2 separate regions of the Bicyclus anynana genome follow, and region 1 is linked to region 2. A link is a contact called in public Hi-C data. All regions are on one chromosome and are shown on one strand. Each heading gives the region's core, a stretch centred on a gene start, on an enhancer-like site or on the middle of the called end of the contact. The rest is flanking DNA. Distances are from core to core; before and after follow the strand shown. Region 1 holds the start of LOC112056276 (ecdysone 20-monooxygenase). Region 2 overlaps LOC112056276 (ecdysone 20-monooxygenase).

Region 1 (5,237 bases), core at 91-2,590, 64 kb before region 2:
TGGCACTCACAAATTACGTGACTTTCTAGTGGTAAAAGAATTTTCAAAATCGGTTCAGTAGATCTAGAGATTACCCCCTACAATACCACAAACTTTACCTCTTTAAAATATTAGTATAGATATAAATTATTAGCGAATGCCCACGACTTGGTGAACGTGAAATTCAGTAATAAATCCTGCGGGAACTTTGGCTTTTCCGGAATTAAAAGTAGCTCAACAACAACTCCTCTGTGTTCCAACGAAAGTCCTATTATAATCGGTTCAGCCGTACTAGCCCAGTCCAGATAAAAAGATAATGAGACAGATAGACAGAAAAATCTTAAATTATTTAAGTTATTTAAGTTTTTTTTTATTATGTTAGTTAATATCGTGTAAATAATAATTAACGTATAATATATTTATGTGTAAATAACTATAATTTTAGTTACATTACACAATACATACAAATTTTTTAAAAGGTTTTTGTTTGTCTGTCTTTTTGTCTCTCAAACAGCTGAGCAGATTTTAATGGGACTCTCAGTGGAATATAGAGGAGGTTGTTGAGCAACGTATACGTTACTTATTATTCCGAAAAATCCAAGGTTCCCGCGGGATTTGTGCAAACTGAATTTTACGTTGTCTATTATTTACATTATAATCGTTTGAGAAAATCCAGTTATTTTGATAACACAATACAGGTACTTCAATTTTATTTAGATACTAGTAGAGGCCGCGCGGTTTCACCCGTGTGGTTCCCGTGTTCCGTAAAATATGGGGATAAAATATAGCCTATAGCAATCGGGGATAGTGTAGCTTCCCAAAGTGAAATAATTTTTCAAATTGTTTCTTATCAGTAGTTTCAGAGCCTATTCGATGCAAACAAACTAACAATTCTTTTAATGATTCAGAAATCCATGTAAGCTTTCAACCCCTACTTCACTACCATGAGGGTTGCATATTAAAATTTTTTGAATCATATTTCGTATTTTTTATGATTATTTAAATTTAAAACTGCAACTCTAAAAATGAAGGACTTTCCATGCAAACTTTCAACCCCACTTTTTTTTCTATGTTCATTCTATTTTTAATTTGGGGTCAAAATGTTCTTTATGTTTTGCTCCAAGGTCCCATTTATCATAATACCAAAATTCACCTTGATCGGTTCAGCCGTGAAAAGGTAACAGACAGACAGACTTACTTTTACATTTATAATATTAAGTATAGCTATAATATGTATTAATGTATTGATGGTCGATTGGTATCCAAATGTCTAAGATCCACAGTTAGCTCGTAGATGTAGAGCATGAAATGGTTCAGCAAGAAGTAGCGAGATAATATATAGGGGCGATCGTCTCGCGGACTCCTCAGTCGCTACTCGCCGGTTCATGCACCCTCAACGTTTGTTGTAGCAGCAGATACGACTATCGGCAAGGAGTTTCTATGTACGGTGATGTTAGTAAACAATAAGTGTATATATATAAAAAGAGCAATTTGATCCCGCTGTCAGTCGTGGTGTGAATTTAAATGGACTATCATGTCTCTTCCGGGTGTCTTCCTTTTTTCACATTACGTGGAAAGCTTTTGGGTGAGTTTTAAAAAATTGTTAAATGTAGATTATATACAGTAGAAAATGTGTTAAATGTAGATTATATAGAACAGTAATGATTTAAAAATATTTAAATATCTAGCAAGTAAATGCATAGTTAATAAATATTAATATTTTACATAATATGTTTTAGTAACTTTTAAAATAACTAAAACATATAATAAGTCACAAGTCACAAGCTAAAGTATATTTCATAACTTTTCGTGTGTGTGGAAGTTATAATTATTTATATAATTATGTACTCAGAATTTGTGTTTAATTATAACAAAATAAATTACATACTAAAGCAAATTTTATAGTGCAGTAAGCGAAAAGATTTTCTTCGTGTCTGTGAAAAAGTTTTCAATGAATGAATTATTATTATTATAGAATTCGTGTTGTTTTAGTGTGTAAAAATTAAAAGAAAACCCTATGAAATATGTAACTGAAGCTTAGTTTAAATGTTTTATTTATTGTAATAATTAAACTAAGTTACATTTAAGTAACTTTTCATTACAAGTTTGTATTTCAGTTTGCGATAAACGTAACGTACATTTCGTGTGCGTAAAAAACGCAAGATTAAAAATTGCAGCATATTAGTGTTTCATGTAGCTACATAAACCATAGAACATTAAACTTTTTCTGTCTGGAGTCTATACATTATTCAGGCATATATTTCTTTTGTATCCACGTTGATTAGACGGTGTTGCGTGTTTTGGAATCGACGTAGAACGTCCGTCGGCTTTGAATTTACTTTTTACGTTGAATTAATTGAGAATGTAACGAAAGCTCTTTTCTTTTTGAATTTGCACTGCGAACAGGTGGACTAGATACTGGATGGAAGATACTAATTAATAGTATTTTTTAATTGCCAAATATTAACTTAGGATTGTGCTCATACATTTCGACTTTACTTACCACCATTCACCACCACAATCATGACATAACTTGACGTTTTAAAAGTGCTTGTAAAGTATTACTAATCGAAATAAAGGAAAATGTACATGTATACAATCCTTACCTACTGTCATTTCCTTCCTCATCTTAAAGAATAATCAATTCTTGTGGATTTCTTTTGTATTAAGAAATTTGTGCAATGTAGATATTGATGAAATAAAAGGATTTAAATTAGGACCAAGATATATATTATGTGTTAAATGATTACCAAAACATTTGCATCATTATTTTTTAAATATATATGGAAAATATTTTCCAAGCCAAAAGATACATTTCAAGATTTTATTATATAAACTTATGGCCAAGTTTAATAAGTTAATTCTACTCCAGAAGTCCATACTCTAACGACAATGAAAAAGAAAATGAGATATCATAGAAAATAATAACATACTCCGTGAAGTGTTGCTTAATAGGCTAGTTGATACTTTTTTAAAATGGTATGGCTTATTATCATTCTACTAGATTGAAAAAAAAAATTTTTTGTGATAATCACATCTCAATAAATGTGATATTTTTTTACGATGATGAATGAAAATTTTTATTTTTATTTTTTTTTTGACAAAACGATCCCAAACGCAAGTGGATGACCGTTTTTGAAGTTTGGTAAATAGGAAAACAATACACCATTTTTAAATTTAGTTTTAAAATCCTTAACTTTTATTAATGAATATCGATATATTTTGGACCTATAATCCACGTACTACACGAAATCAATATTGTTTATACTTATACCTAGTTGTAGTTGATTTTGGCGTCTAAACTCCAAAATGTACCCCAGCACTGCCGAATTATAGGGATGTATTGCACAGACTAGACTTTTGTCCTGAGGCAATGTGCTCTCACTGCACGGCGAAACGAATAAAAGCTCAGTCTGTGTACTTACCAGCGGCGAAGAGTCCAAGCAAACCGATTCCCGCTAGGTTACCTTTTAAAAAAATCATACATAGTCATTGTTGTAATAAATATAAATATGAATGGATATACGAGAAACCGGAGTCTGTATCACGCTGTTTGAATTTCCTTTTCTTAACAACCAGACTTAACCAAAATATTAAGCAATTTTGTAATTTAAACGGCTTGAATTGATACATCAATTGTTTGGCTTGGGTTAGCACTGTCTTCAAAGATTCAGAAGATAGCACATACGATGCTATTTTTCGCTTTTTAGTTTAGTGGTTAATTTTTGTGTTGGAAGTCGGTTGATTTTTTTAATTATTAGTCACTAATAATCTTCATTCAACAATCAACGTTGAAGGAAAAACTTCGTGAGGAAACCTGCATACCAGAGAATTTTCTTAATTCTCTGCGTGTGTGAAGTCTGCCAATCCGCATTGGGCCAGCGTGGTGGACTAAGGCATAACGCCTCTCATTCACAGGAGACTCGAGCTCAGAAGTGAACCGAACATGGGTTGATAATGGTGATGATGATGAATCCTCATTAGGCAATTGAGCACGATTCTCCTCTCAGAATGACAGGGGTTATGCTAAAAATCCACCACGCTGCCCAATGCGAATTGGCAGGCTTCACACTCTTAGAGAATTAAGAAAATGCTCAGGAATGATTTCCGCCTTGATAGCCCAGTGGAAATGAACATGAAGATGAAGGAAAAACAATGTGAGGAAATCTGCATACCAGAGATTTTTCTTAATTCTTTCATCCTTAACAGTGAGCCGAATATGAGTTGATAATGATTTCCTCACCATTTGAGACACGTGCTATTTATAATATCTTAAAATACACATAACTCAAAAGTTGGAGGTATATGCCCCGGACTGGATTCTTTGGATTCGGACCTACGGCCTCCGTGGCAGAGGTCATATCCACTGGGCTATCACGTCTACAATAAACTTTTTACTTATGTGAAACTCGTTCTAGCTGAAAAAACATGTAGGTGGACGATCAACGGTTAAATGGTGAGTGGGTAACATAAAGAATGCGCGATCCAATGTTCTACAGACATAAATTTTATGCGATTACAATTATGAAAATTTCCTTGCTCATCCATAAAGCTGGGACACGGTTGAAAGGGTTTCTTTAAAGTTCATAGCTTCTTGCACATCGGGTTTTAAAGATCAGTCTAGTTCAAATGATATGAGTATTTGACACGTAATATATCGGTGGGTTTAGGAAGGTAGGTTTCTGAGGGCCTCCGTGGCGCAGTGGTGTGGTCCTGGGTCCATTGAGGTCTTGATTGGTCCAGGTCTGGCTGGTAGGAAGCTTCGGCCCTGGCTAGTTACCACCCTACCGGCAAACATGTATCGCCAAGCGATTTATTAGGCTCGATGTCTTGTAGAAACTGAAAGCGGTGTGGATATTCATTCTACTCCTAACAAGTTATCCCGCTTCCATCTTAGATTGCGTCATCACTTACCATCAGGTGCGCACACCACTGTGACACGGAGGCCGTGGCAATATCTACCTATAATATAGATTGAGACTATACAGAATAGACAGGCAGATATGGATTTTAGACAGTGGTGGCTTTGGAAGGCAACAGGTTTCAACAGAACCCTTAATTGACCAAGTACCTATGGAAGAATTTTATTTTATATTTTCTACGAAATATTATGAGAAATCAAGTCGCTATGTGACAACCCTTCACTAATCCCCCTTAAACGCCTTAAAGCTTATATTTTAATAATGTTTTTGATATATGAATGATAGTACCTACCACTATCGTTGACTTGTGATATTGATCGGGACCGATGCGATGGC
Region 2 (5,479 bases), core at 755-3,254:
AATAATTAGTCGCAATCTTAAAATTAAATTTACGACGGTCCCAAACGCGCTTTGGTCCGGAAAGAGCCCACAACAAACTTAGCCAGGTTTTTCTTTTTTAGTTTATCGCCATTTACAATTGGTATATAAGTAGCCAGTCATGTAATACATTTTGTACTCCTGTTAGATCCTCACCCTAAAGGTAGACTTCCGTTCTTGGCGACCTGCAACCGCGAGCGCGTCGCACGACCTACTGCTTATTATGAATTTATTTGGAGCAATTAACAAAAGTGGTCGCGCGACACGGTCTCGGTCTTCCTTTAGTGCTCCATATAATTATCTATGGTCACAAGTCGCGGTCGTCAAGAACGGAAGGCTACCTTTACAATAACTTTTTATATAGGTGATGATCATCATCACCTAAACAAAACGTACAAAGTGTTTATTAAACGCAAGCTTTTAGTAAAGTCTTGTTATAGTGTTAATGAGTATTTAAATGATAAAAACTGTGTGTGTGTGTGTCTGACTGTGTGCTTAGTTTTAAATAAGTTTGTAAAGTGGTGGTAAAAAAAAAAATAAACCTTGGCTGAGTTAGTTGTTCTCTTCGTCTCTCTCTCGTCTTCTCGGACCAAGGCGCGTTTGGAACCCTCGTAACTTTAATTTTAAGTTTTCGAATGATTATTATCACCATTGTCTTAAGTTTAATATGACGTTTCGAAAGAGCTCGTAAACTAAGCCTATTTGAAATAAATGAATTTTAATTTTTTTTGATTTGATCTGAACACATTCTTGCGAATAACAATACGATGTACTTATTTATGTTCCAGTTGGCAAACAGCCTGGTCTTCCTGCTATACCTGTTGAGCGGTCGCATGGACTGGCAGCAGAGGATACGCTCAGAGTTACCAGCGTGTGGCGAGCTGCGTGTCGAGGAGTTGTCAGCGGCGCCGTCGGTGCGGGCGGCTGTGAACGAGGCCTTTAGACTGCTGCCCACCGCGCCGTTCCTCGCGAGACTGTTGGACGCGCCCATGACTGTCGGTGACAACCGGCTGCCAGCTGGGGTAAGGTCGTTATGGTTTGATATTTTTCACTTGGTATTATAAAGTAGCAGATTTCATTTATCTTTAACCAATAATAATAGGATGAGACGATAAAGAGGTTACTTTTTGTGAGGTTGTAGAGGTTAATCGCTGGATCTACTGAAGTGTGCTATGATAGCTCAGTGGATATGACCTCTGCCTCCATTTCCGGAGGGTGTGGGTTCGAATCCGGTCTGGGGCATGCACCTCTAACTTTAAAGTTGTGTGCATTTTAACAAATGAATTATCACGTGTCTCAAACGGTGAAAGAAAAATATCGTGGGGAAACCTGCATACCTGGGAATTTTCTTAATTCTCTGCGTGTGTGAAGTCTGCCAATCCGCATTGTGAGCTGAGTTTCCTCTCATTATGAAAGGAGACTCGCGCTCACTAGTGAGTGAGAGAGTGAGCGAATATGGGTTGATAATGATGAATGATGATGATCATAGGCTATATTTTATCCCTGTATTATCACGGGAACGGAAACTACGCAAGTAATATTTACCTATAGGGGTCAATACGGGGTTGTCGAATCGAGATCTCATGGTTTCGAACAAATTAACTTTAGCTGTGTGCCTTGTGGGAGTTTTCAATATTTACATACTGTTACTATCACGAATTTACGCGTTTACTAGATGGCGCTGTTTCAATTCCTGCCATTAGGCCCTCTGCTGAAGTAAATTGTCGTAACAAATAATCCAAGTTGGGAAATTGAGTTTAGGTACCGAAGTATATAGAAAAATAATTTCCTTTTTAATATTATGTCCAAGTCTAAATCTCGGTATCTTTGGTGAGTCCCAGCCACTTTACCGTGAAGCTGTGACGAATGAATGAATGTATGAATTGAATGTTTACATATTTCGCTCCAGACGTTCGTGCTAGCGCACACTGGCGCCGCCTGCCGACGAGAAGAGAACTTCTGGCGCGCGAGCGAGTATCTCCCCGAGCGCTGGATCAACGTCCGCGAACCCCACGCCGCCGGGATCGTTGCGCCGTTCGGCCGCGGCCGGAGGATGTGTCCGGGCAAGAGATTCGTTGAGCTCGAGCTGCATTTGATACTGGCCAAGGTAAGATTAAGCCAGCCACACACCATCAAGTTAATTGTCAAGTCTGTAGAGCTTGTCGGCTTGCTAGCCATACATTAATCAAGTTTACCGTCAAGTGTGGAAGACTTATAAGCTAGCCACACATTGATCAAGTTTACTGTTAAGTCTGCAGGACGCTTATGTTAGCCACCATCAACCGTCAGTCTGCAGGACGCTTACCGGCTTGCCTAGCCACATTCACATTTTGATTAAGTTTACCATCAAGTCTGCAGGAAGCTTATGCTAGCAACATATGATTATACCATCAATCTGCAAGAGGCCTAGCTAGCCACACCAAACCGTCAAGTTTGCAAGACGCTTATGCTAGCCACACATGATCAAACCGTCAAGTCTGCAGGACGCTTATGCTAGCCACACATAATCCAAACTTCAAATCTACGGTACGCTTATGCTAGCCACACTTAATCAAAACCTCAAGTCTGCAGGACGCTTATGCTAACCACATATTGATTAAGTTTATCGCCAAATGTGCACGACGCTTACGCCAGCCCCACATGATCAAGTTTTTCATCAAGTTTGGTGTGCGCTTGAGAATGTTAACCCTTGACTGCGATCTAACCTGCCCTGTAGCCAAGTGGCGCGTCGTTTCTCTTTCTACGATCGCAAACTCTTCGAAAACTAGAAAAATGTATTGGAACGACAGATCTTGATCACGTGACCTATCGATAGCAAATAAATTTCCCCTAACATTTGTCTATTTTACAGGGGCTGATATTAAGTAACGATGCATGTCTAAGATAGAAGCTGGCTTATTAGGAACAGATTAAAGTTTATAATACCTATAACGGTTTCTGCGCGGCATCGTACCGGAACGCTAAATCGCTTGGTGGTACCTACCTATGCCTTTGCCGGTAGGGCATTAACTAAGCAAGGTCTATACCTAGCTACTACCAGACCTGAGTCAATTTACAAAATAATAAATCCTGAAGTTACCCGAGAATCGTACCCAGGACCTCTGAGAACCATAGCACGACCAGCTGAATAAGGTTTCAGGTTCAATTTTAATTAATTATCATATTTGTTAGAGATAAGGAGTTTGATGGACTCATATTTTTCTAGTTGACTCTAATTAGCTGTGGTGATAAACTTTAATGTTCTATGGCTACAGTAAATAAGTAATTTTAAAATTGTTGTTAACCACGATAACGTGTGTAATATTTGCGGCAAAGCGACACAACCACACAAACCAAAGGCCATCCGTGGGTAGCCACCATAATATGGCGGCAAGTAACCATACTTTTATGGTCATCATAGCAGACACAACGATTTACGGTACCACACAACATAGGAAACATAAAACGATAAAGCTAATTTCTTATTTCCGTGTCCGGTACGATGGCGCTGTACTGTCAAATTGGAAATCGTCGTCATACGTAGATAGAGAAGTCAATAGACAGATTGAAAGTATAATCATAAAAGAGCATGACGCGTACCCTTTCTGTAAATATCCCGAATGGCCCGTCACTTTTCCTCTCCCGTATTGTGAGTAAGGTTACATATTTTGCAATTTTCTATATCACTTATGTTATAGTGGAGCATTGAAAACTGATGATGATTAAGTATTCTAATTCCGCAGATATTGCAGCACTGGCGAGTGGAGTACGACGGTGAACTTGACATCCAGTTCGACTTCTTGCTATCGCCGAAGTCACCGGTATCTCTGCGGCTAGTCGAGTGGTGAACCACTGCCCCAGTTGTTATTATTTGCGGCAAGATACTTGCTTTGTCATATTTTATGCTTTTCCACTTTACGTTAACGTTACGATATTACAAAATAGGGGCAAGCACAGACATAAAGAGTTAAACAAATGGGCTTTTTCAGTCTAATATAAGATTTATTTGGAGAAGGAATTGTAGTCGTATTTAGAAGATGAGGTTATTATTCTTTAAAATAATTCTAAGCATGTGGGTTGTTCTAGATTTCTAAGGGCCTTTTGAAGTTTTACGAGTAGTAGTGTGATAATTACAGATGTTAAACAACTTTAATAAATAGACAAGATAACGAATCGTAACGATATCGTTCAGTGTAAAAGCAATCAATTGCTCTAAAACCCGCTCACTGTACTGATTATATTTTAGTGTTAAAAGTTGCTCCCGTGTTGTATTGTTTTAATTAGCATTTAAGACTTCATTACGTTATTATGTTACGACAGAACAGAAAATACGTCGGAATTTTCTCACGAAAGAATGCTGATTTTTCAAATGATTCTTTTAGCAGAGACCAATCTGTTTTAATATATCTGTGTTAGCCGTTAATATGTGCCTAAATTTAGGTTTTATGCAGGGTTGTGGGGTTAGAAGATTAGTGGCTTTTGGGTATAGCGGCCGCCTTGAAATTTGCTTCTGCAAATTATAAATCAAATATTTTTTTTTTTTAAGAAATAAAATCATAAACATGATGGAAGTTTTGATTCGAACCAGAGAAGACTCCATGGTTATTATGTCTTCTGATAACTAGTTTTTGAACCCAAGAAGATGACTGGCCTAAAGCCACTTCTCAATAATCCATTTTGTGAGCGTTTATTGCTCAAGGAAATCTAATTTTACTACATAATACATGACTGATTGTAATTTTTACTCGTAAAATAATAGATATCCAGTAGTAATATTTTTGCAACAGGGTATTGGCACAGTCTGCTCAAGCGATAAATCTTCATACTGGATCGAAAAGTTAACAATAGATAGGTAAAAGTTAATTCTCAAATAGCTGAGTGGTAAAACCCACTCACAACACAATGGGTTCGATCCCCGCCCGCACACAGTGTTTCCGACTAATTGTAGGGGAATGGGAATATTTAAAACAGACATGAAAAATATTCTTTAAAAAATTAACTAAACTTATTGTTAACACTTCAAATCAGTTGAAATCATTCCGATATCTAGACAATATGTAATAGTTAAGTGTTTTATATTTACCTATGCTAAGCTTAGTTTGTAACTGTAATACGTAGTAAAATATGGCTGTGTTAATATCAAAAAGCATATTTATATAATTATTATCAACCATAAATACCTCTTTAAGTGAACACTACATGCATGCTATAGTCTACCAGTGAGATGTTATTATATTTAAAGGAGTAAAACGAATATCAACTGAGACATTTGTTCTATAAAAGCGTAGCTTCTTACGTGTTGTGCATTAAATGCATAATAATTAATTATTTGATAGATGATCAAAATTTCTAAAAATGCTTTTGATTATATTTTAAATAAAACCTAAAAGGATCTAACGATCAGTAACAACCTGCTGACACTGCGGATACTATTCAAATTATAAAATAGCTAAAATATTTAATATGATCGCCAACCTGCATT

The links. Hi-C and Micro-C count contacts between places; a contact is called where the count stands out from the background.
Region 1: a contact with region 2 is called in a Hi-C map of whole larva, with 4 times the contacts expected there. The contact joins the promoter of LOC112056276 here to the enhancer-like site in region 2. A contact is called at or near these places in 2 of 2 Hi-C or Micro-C datasets (whole body and whole larva).

What each region holds. Positions count from the first base shown.
Region 1 is chr22:8,213,972-8,219,208 of ilBicAnyn1.1, reverse strand. It overlaps LOC112056276 (ecdysone 20-monooxygenase), which reads left to right and starts at 1,340. Exons shown (of 9, transcript XM_052888367.1): 1 at 1,340-1,564. The coding sequence starts at 1,514.
Region 2 is chr22:8,150,661-8,156,139 of ilBicAnyn1.1, reverse strand. LOC112056276 (ecdysone 20-monooxygenase) reads left to right here. Exons shown (of 9, transcript XM_052888367.1): 7 at 807-1,040; 8 at 1,928-2,125; 9 at 3,741-5,479. The coding sequence ends at 3,845. Among protein-coding and RNA genes, the nearest start is that of LOC112056278, 5.6 kb to the right of the region's middle. Within about 2 kb of position 2,004, at least 8 of the 8 cell types and tissues checked have open chromatin away from gene starts, as enhancers often do.